2 separate regions of the Gossypium arboreum genome follow, and region 2 is linked to region 1. Evidence: chromatin contacts called from public Hi-C data. All regions are on one chromosome and are shown on one strand. The core of a region is the stretch at or near the end of the contact, and the rest is flanking DNA. Distances in the headings are between cores, read along the strand shown.

Region 1 (4,105 bases), core at 888-3,387:
GACTATATAAAATTTTCAATGAATAAAATTATTAAATATTAAAATAAAATAAAATATTTTTAAATTTAAAAATAATATGGGCAAGTTTTAAATGGGCTTGGGTTAGTTTTATTTACAAATATGAATAAATTTGAGAAAAATTTTAAACTCAGATTTCGAGTTTTGTTGAACTTAAACAAATATAAAATATGTTAATATTATACTTAGACTCGAATCGACTCAAAACTAACCCGATCCGGCCCATAAGAACATCTATTTGCTCCCTTATACTTCGCTTTTATATAATAGATTTAAAAGTAAAAAAATTGTACACTACAATTTATGCTGTATTAATTTGGAAAGAATATGATTTTTGTCCCAATTAAGTTAGTATCATTTTGTTTTGTGTTTCCAATTTTAATTAATTATTTAAGAGGATAATTTCAATTCATCAATTTTTAAAATTAACTTTTAAAATATTTAAAGATTTTCAACTATTTTTATTAAATGAAAATTCAAACAAATTAAATCTAAAGAATTAATTAAACATCTTAATTCTAGAGAAAATAATATTATTAGAGTTTGTTTTGAGTTTAAAGTTCGATACAACTTAACTTTATATTTAATTGGAGCTCAATGTAGTTGTGGTTAAAGTTAAAAAAAAAGGCTTAATGCATAAGTTCGACGCTTTTTTTCTTTCTAATGTGATAATTGTATTTAACAAAAGTTATACATTTTAGTACCTAAAGATAATATTTTAGTTTCTAATTTAGATTTTAAAGTTGATTTGATGAAAATTTATAATTACCTAATAATATTAGCAATTAACTTTCATCAAATCAATCTCAAATTGGAATTAAATCACATCTATTGGATTGTATTTAACAAGTTAATCGCAAAATTAAATAAATTCAGAATTAACACTAAACTATTAAAAAATCATGAAAATTAAAACCTAATAATATTAGTAATTAACTTTCATCAAATCAAGTATTAACATTCAAATATTACTTTTGGGAATGAAAATATATAACTTTTATAAATACATATATTAAATTAGATTAAAAAAACAAAAATTACCATATTAGATAAAAACGTTAAACTCGAGTAACAAAGGATGAGAGAAAAATAGAGATATTCATGGGTCGGGTCAGGCCAGGTTTCGGTCAGACCTAAATATGATATTAACATATTTTATGCTTGCTCAAGCTCGCCCAAAATCTGGGCATAGAATTTTGCCCAAACCTGCTCATATTTGCAAAAGACTAACCCAAACCCATTTTAGGCCCACCCATATTATTTTTAAAAAATATTTATATTATTTTATTTTAATATTTAATATTTTTTTATTTATTGAAATTTTTTTATAGTAATCTTAACATTTTTTTTTATATTTACATTAGAGGAGTATTATATATTTAATATATATTTATTTTTAATGTGTTATAAATTACATAATATAAAGTATTATAAATTTAAAAAGGGTTGGGTTAGGCTGAGCTCAGGCTTCAAATGTTCAAGCCCGAGTCCGACTCATATTTTAAACAAGTCTAATTTTTTTGTCTAAATTTATTTTTTAGACCTAATATTTTTGTCCAAACCCTTCCAAATTTCGAGTGAGTCTTCGATCCTGAACGGATAAACTAACTCACGAACATGAGAGAATCCACTTATAACAATCTTCCATTACAAATTACATGCTTTAAATTTAATGTAAAATGATGTGATTCTAACTAATAAAATGGTAAAAGTAATTGGGAGATCCCTATATTATAGAGATTGTATCTAATTAATCTCTCTATTATTAAATAGATTAATTTAGTTTCTATATTATTAAAAACATCAAATGTCAAATTAGAATAGACTTAACATTTATTATTTTAAAAATATTATTTATTGTTTAACAAAGTTAATAATTTTAAAGTTTTTATGATTTTATAAATGGAATATTTTGTTTGAAATTAAAAATAATAATTTTTAAGATATTTTTACATAGAAAACGTTAACTCTTTTGGACTTAATTTGATTATTTTAATAGTATATGAACTAAATTGATTTATTTAATAATAGAGGGACTAATTTGATACAATTAACCCAAAACAAATACTTCATTTTAAAGTTCTAGATTTCCGAAAATGCCCTTATCTTTCTATACAAAGACGATAAAGCCGCCAATAAACGCCCTGCCTTGGTTTTTTTTTCCTTCGAAGTCTTCTCAGATAGTCGTCCCTCTGTCACTTACTACTCGTCGAAGTCTCGATCTCTAATTGCTCACCATAAATGTTGGATCCATTTTCTATATGAAACCATATAGAATCCAATAGGAAAATCTCCTTTGATTTTACCCCAATGGATACCTGTTTCAGATCTCGGTTTTGCATTTTGATCCTCCTCACTTGCTTGTTAAGTTCTGGTTTCACTTTTGTTGGAGCTCAAAATCGCAGACCAAAGAACGTTCAAGTTGCGATTCGCGCTAAATGGTCCGGTACTCCACTGCTTTTGGAAGCCGGGTCTGTTCCCTTTTCTTCTTATTGTCCTTACTTGGTTTATGATTCCCTTGTTGTGGAATTCGTATCTGTTGGTATTTGATTATTTGTTTATGTTAAATGTTATTCTCGTAGTGTAATTTTGGGAATGGATTATTTAATTGTCTTTTTTTCCCTAATTGTTACAGTGAATTACTTTCCAAAGAGTCGAAGAATCTGTTTTGGGAGTTCATTGATGATTGGCTACTTGTTGGAAAAACTGATAATGATTCTCATTCAGCTAAAGATTGCCTTGTGAAAATTTTGAAACATGGCAGCTCTCTTTTGAGCGAACAATTGGCATCGTTATTTGAATTTTCCTTGACTTTGAGATCAGCATCTCCTAGATTGGTGCTTTACCGTCAGTTAGCCGAGGAGTCTATTTCTTCTTTTCCGTTGTCTGATGATAGTTATTCGCACAATGCGAGTGGGGTTGATGATAGTGAAGCTGTGGGAACTAAAAAATTGGATCCCTTGCTTGTTGGTGTAAACCCGAAAAGCCCTCGTGGGAAATGTTGTTGGGTGGACGTTGGTGAGGAGTTGTTCTTTGATGTTGCAGAACTTCAGTCGTGGCTTCTGGGACCTAATGAAGTGTAATGTTGCTGTTTGTGTATATATGTTTTATTTCCCAAAACTATCTTTTTCAGTTTGGAACGCCTAAAAGTGACTTATAATTTGATTAATTGTTACTTTCATTTGTTGGTTTCCAGCAATGGAGACTCCTTTCAGCAGCCTGAACTATATGACTTTGATCACATTCATTTTGATTCGAATATTGCTAGCCCTGTTGCTATTCTGTATGGTGCTCTTGGAACAGAATGTTTTAGGGAGTTCCATGTTACCCTAGTTCAAGCTGCCAAAGAGGTTGCCTTCTCATTCTTTGATTTAGATTTTCTTTTACTCATAAGCCAGATAACACATTTGATTTTTGCTATATTGATAGTTCCTGTTAGTTTTATTGTTTTATGAACAATATTTATTCACATATTAACTGACAAGCATAATCTGAGATAAAACTACCTATTGCAATCAAAATATTCTAGACATGTTGTTTGAATTAATAACTTATTTGAGATTCATCTGGTGCTTAGTGGCAACCTTCATGATTTGTTTTGAGCTGACTCAGTATGATCTAATTGATTCATTTATATGCTTTGTTTGAATTACTGCATGCTACTTATCTGACTGAATACTATTTGCATGCAGTTTTTTCCCCTTACTAGGCTTCCCTTCATCTCTTTTATAAGGATTATGATATCACACTTTTTGGTGCAATGGCTGTTATAAATTCTCTGATTTACCTCATTTTATGTCCAGGGAAAAGTGAAGTATGTTGTCAGACCAGTATTACCTTCTGGTTGTGAAGGAGAAGTTGGCCTATGTGGGGCCGTTGGTGCAAGGGATTCCTTAAACTTGGGTGGCTATGGTGTAGAGCTTGCATTGAAGAATATGGAGTATAAGGCCATGGATGACAGCACCGTAAAGAAAGGTTAGCACTCTTGGTGGAGCAATTGCAAATTTAAAAGCCAGCACTTCTGCATGACCTCTGTATTATTAATTTGGTCAATAGGTTTATTTTTCCACGTATTATTATTTTTCCA
Region 2 (4,105 bases), core at 907-3,406, 51 kb before region 1:
AATATCCCCTATAACTTCTCTGATCCTTCGGGACAGCACCTTTGCCACTATTTTGTTCAGAGAACCCACTAGACAGATCGATCTAAAATCTGAAATATCATTCGGATGTTCAGTTTTGGGAATAAGTGCTATGAAGGAAGAATTTATGCTTTTTTTTAGCTTCCCAGTTCTAAAGAATTCTATCATCATATTAAATAGGTCTTCTCTTACTAATTGCCAGCAACCTTTGAAAAAACACATGTTAAACCCAACCAGCCCAGGAGCTTTTAACTCATCACAACTCCATACTGCTTCCTTAATCTCCTCCAACGTAAAAGGTAACTCTAATTTCGATGTCGTTTCCTCGGATAACTTCTTGAAATTCAACTCCATATCCACATGTTAAACTGTTAATGTTTTAACAAGATTGATGTGGTAACTTGTAACATCCCTACACTTGATCCGACCTTCAAGACCCGGTATAGAACTATTATATTTGATACCAAAATACTTTGATCAATCGAGAAATGAATGAAAATATGTTTGTCACAAGAATGGTTGAATGGTCTTGTAATTTTATCAATACAAAAGATTTTTTGAAGAACATTAATGTTGATGTTATCATTAATAATTTACATCTCAAAATGCTCGTGGAACTCAATTTTTATGATTTTTAATGTTTTTATAATTAATAACATAAGAGTAAATTAAATGAAAAATATATAATCTGATTTTGATTTGAATTGCAGAGCTGTGACGGCAGAAATGGGCAGTAAAAATTCAGTTTTGAATACATTTCCTTCAATTGTGCAAGTGAGCCTTAAGCTAGAGCTGAATCAACATTTCAGGCAAATGATGGAAACTGGCAGCATTATTGTCCCACCAATGAACTTGTACTAGGTCTTATGATTGTGTACTTTTGGGGGTTTCCATAAAAATGCATTGTATGTTCTGTTACAATGGTTTATGAGTTGGGGTGTTGTCAAATTTGAATAATAAATGATTTGATTTGATGAGAAAATTGTATTGTTATGTAAAATATATTAAATTAATGAAATATTTTATATATTTATTATAACAGGTGAATCTTGATAAATATTTTTTAAATTACAACTTTTAAAACTATTTCAGCAATAATTAGAATTATTTGAATCGAATCAAAAGGATTAGTTAAATTAGTTGGGTGAAAATTGATTTATATATCAATTTTGATATGGAGGTTAAACTAATCTTTGAGCGAACTATTTAAAATCAATAAAAATTTAAAACTGAAAAAAAAACAAAGATTGAACTGATTTTATAATTTTATATTTTTAAATTTTTAAATTTTTAATTAATTATTGAATTGTTAGTCAATCTGATTGAACCAAAAATAGATGGTCTAACCTATTCGACTACCAATCAAATTATTAAAACATGGGAAGCAATTCACTTATCCTGATGCAAAATTTAAGTAGTTTTATAACCTTCTATAACATTTTATACCATTAATATTTTAATAATTCAACCATTGAATTTACCAATATATTTTTATAACTTTTAAATCGATATGATATCTCTATCATACATATCTAAAATATTGTCTATATTATTGATTATGTCTTACCTCGATTAGCATAGGTATTATTGTCAATGCAGAAGGACGTGGGTTCAAATGCGCTGAAATACATTACCCTCCTATTTATAAATTAAGAAAGAATTATATATAATTTTAAAAATTATGTCAAAAAAATAAATACTTAATTTAACTATTCATCTATTATTATATGTAAAAATTTTCACCTGCTACACCTACCATACCCCATCATTTAATAAATTGGACAAAATCTCAGACTTTATGTCCACAATAATTTAAGTCCTTGGGAAAAAGACAGATTTCAATGATTACCGTTTCTTTCAACATATAATGATTTGGATTTAGAGTGAGAAATATGTATTTTAATCCCCTGGATTTGACCCAACTATATAATTATTGCAATTGGATATTAGCATACCCAGAAATTATGGCAATTGGATATTAGCATACCCAGAAATTATGGCAATTGGATAATCAGTGTTATAGTTATACCCAGAAAATTATTTTTTGTTTTGATATTAGTTGTACTGATATCAATGTGTTTTGATGCATCAACGAATAAGATCCAAGTACAAAAGGAGGCTTATTTGTTCTCACTATTTGCACAACAGAGATTAAATTGGCGTGACAACTTGGAAAACTTTTGTATGAATCAATCAAACATGAAATCTTTACAGCAAACATTACAAATACACAACTAAAAATGATTATGAAATCGGGATTTTGTCATAGAGATTGTAGATGGTGGTTTTTTTGTTTTTTTTGTTAGACCTTGGTGGGAATAACCCCACATTTTGCCCACTACTTTTATTTTGTGTGCTAGTTGGGCATGTGATGGTGATTGTTTTTATGGGGATCATCACTATAAATGCCTCCTAAGCCTAAGATCTTTAGGAATAGGTAAATCTAAGGGGAAGATGAAAAATTGTTATTTAAGTCTTTTAAAATTTTTTAAAATTTTAAATCAGTAAATTTAAAATTTCATTTTAACTCCTAAAATTATAAAAATTAAAATTAATTATTTTAAAATTATAAAGATATACACTATTAAAAATTAAAATTTTATTTCGATCCCTCCTAAAAAATATTTCGGCTTTACCCTTGTCCCTATGCACCAAAAACATTTTCTGAAAACAATTATATCTAGTGAGGTTTTTGAGTGCTTAAAAGGCTTTGACGATTTTTGATGTTTTTTAAATTTTGTGTTTTCGTATAGTTAAATACGACGTCTTTATCTGTTGTTTGGCACACTCAATAAATGGTGCTACAGTATGAATAATAATTTCGAGAAATGTCATTCTTTGCATGAATACTTTTGGGGACAATTTTATATCGGGAACAACTATTTTTCCGAATAACCTTAGAATGTTGCAGGATTTGTAGATTGTTTCACTTTTGATATGCCTTAAAAAGCATGATTTGTGCAATGTTTATATTCATCATACAATCAATAATTATTTTATTTCAATATTTGATTAAATAGATAGATAGATAAAGAATAGGTCTTTGTCGTTGCATTGTGCATGAAGTGCTTATTTTTAAATATGGCGTGCAAGTTTTTATGTGTATGTCACAGATTAGGTCATATGGCAATATATGTATGTGTGTGTGGAGGTGTTGTGTTGTATTTCCATAGTATTGTGATGTAAATTTCTAGTTTGTTTATTTGTGATCTCGTATTTCAGCTTAATTTCATGTTATTATTGATGTGTTTCTGTTTATGCACATTTAAATTTTGACTCGAAAGTTTACTTAAAATTTTGGAGTAAAATTTATTGATAACTTTGAAAGAAAAGCTATAATTTTTGAAAATTTCTTGAATACAATCTTGAAAAATATGGACATCACATAAATAATAATAGTAATTACATGTTACTATTTATTATCATAAAGATTAGCCCAAATTAAAAGTATGAGCCAAATATGTGTAAATATTCTAATAACTAATTTCTAATTGATGATGGGCTAATTAGAAATTACAGTTGCAAAAGTTATATGTTAGGGTTATGGCCTCCAAATTACACATACATAAACATAAGTTTTAAATTTATTAATTAGGCATGTTCAAAAATAAAATTATTAATTAAGTCCTATAATTTAATTTAATAATTATTTATTTAAAATTAAAATGGCTAAGATAAAAATTTAAGATTGTTATAAAATAAAGAGAGATGGGGAGAATAAAGAACAAAGAAAATATGAAGCAACAGAGAATTTACTTTATTAATCAAATGGGTGATTACATTGCTTCATCAGAGTCTCTATTTATAGGCATAAGAAGTATAAAGTAGAAATTTAATTCTAATAACTATTAGAATTTAAAGTACATTAAAACTTTATCTTGATCATGATGAACATTCGCTTAATAAGATATTCATAACACTCCCCCTTGGATGTCTATTGATAGATAATGTGCCTCGTTAAAACCTTATCAGGAAAAGTCCTGTGGGATAAAAACCTAATGAAGGAAAAAGAGTACACGATCTATAATATGCATAATATGCTGCCTCATTAAAAACCTTATCAGGAAAACCTAATGGGACAAAACCT

What was found. Hi-C and Micro-C count contacts between places; a contact is called where the count stands out from the background.
Region 2: a Hi-C map of leaf shows a contact between it and region 1, with 3 times the contacts expected there. The contact joins the enhancer-like site here to the promoter of LOC108463868 in region 1. A contact is called at or near these places in 2 of 5 Hi-C or Micro-C datasets (both in leaf).

What each region holds. Positions count from the first base shown.
Region 1 is chr4:118,811,656-118,815,760 of ASM2569848v2, reverse strand. LOC108463868 (UDP-glucose:glycoprotein glucosyltransferase-like) reads left to right here and starts at 2,137. Exons shown (of 37, transcript XM_017763842.2): 1 at 2,137-2,489; 2 at 2,654-3,097; 3 at 3,215-3,368; 4 at 3,822-3,993. The coding sequence starts at 2,329.
Region 2 is chr4:118,862,957-118,867,061 of ASM2569848v2, reverse strand. No RefSeq gene overlaps it. Among protein-coding and RNA genes, the nearest start is that of LOC108459704, 6.8 kb to the left of the region's middle. Within about 2 kb of position 2,156, at least 2 of the 2 cell types and tissues checked have an H3K27ac peak or open chromatin away from gene starts, as enhancers often do. A contact at or near this core is called in leaf, where this site is marked.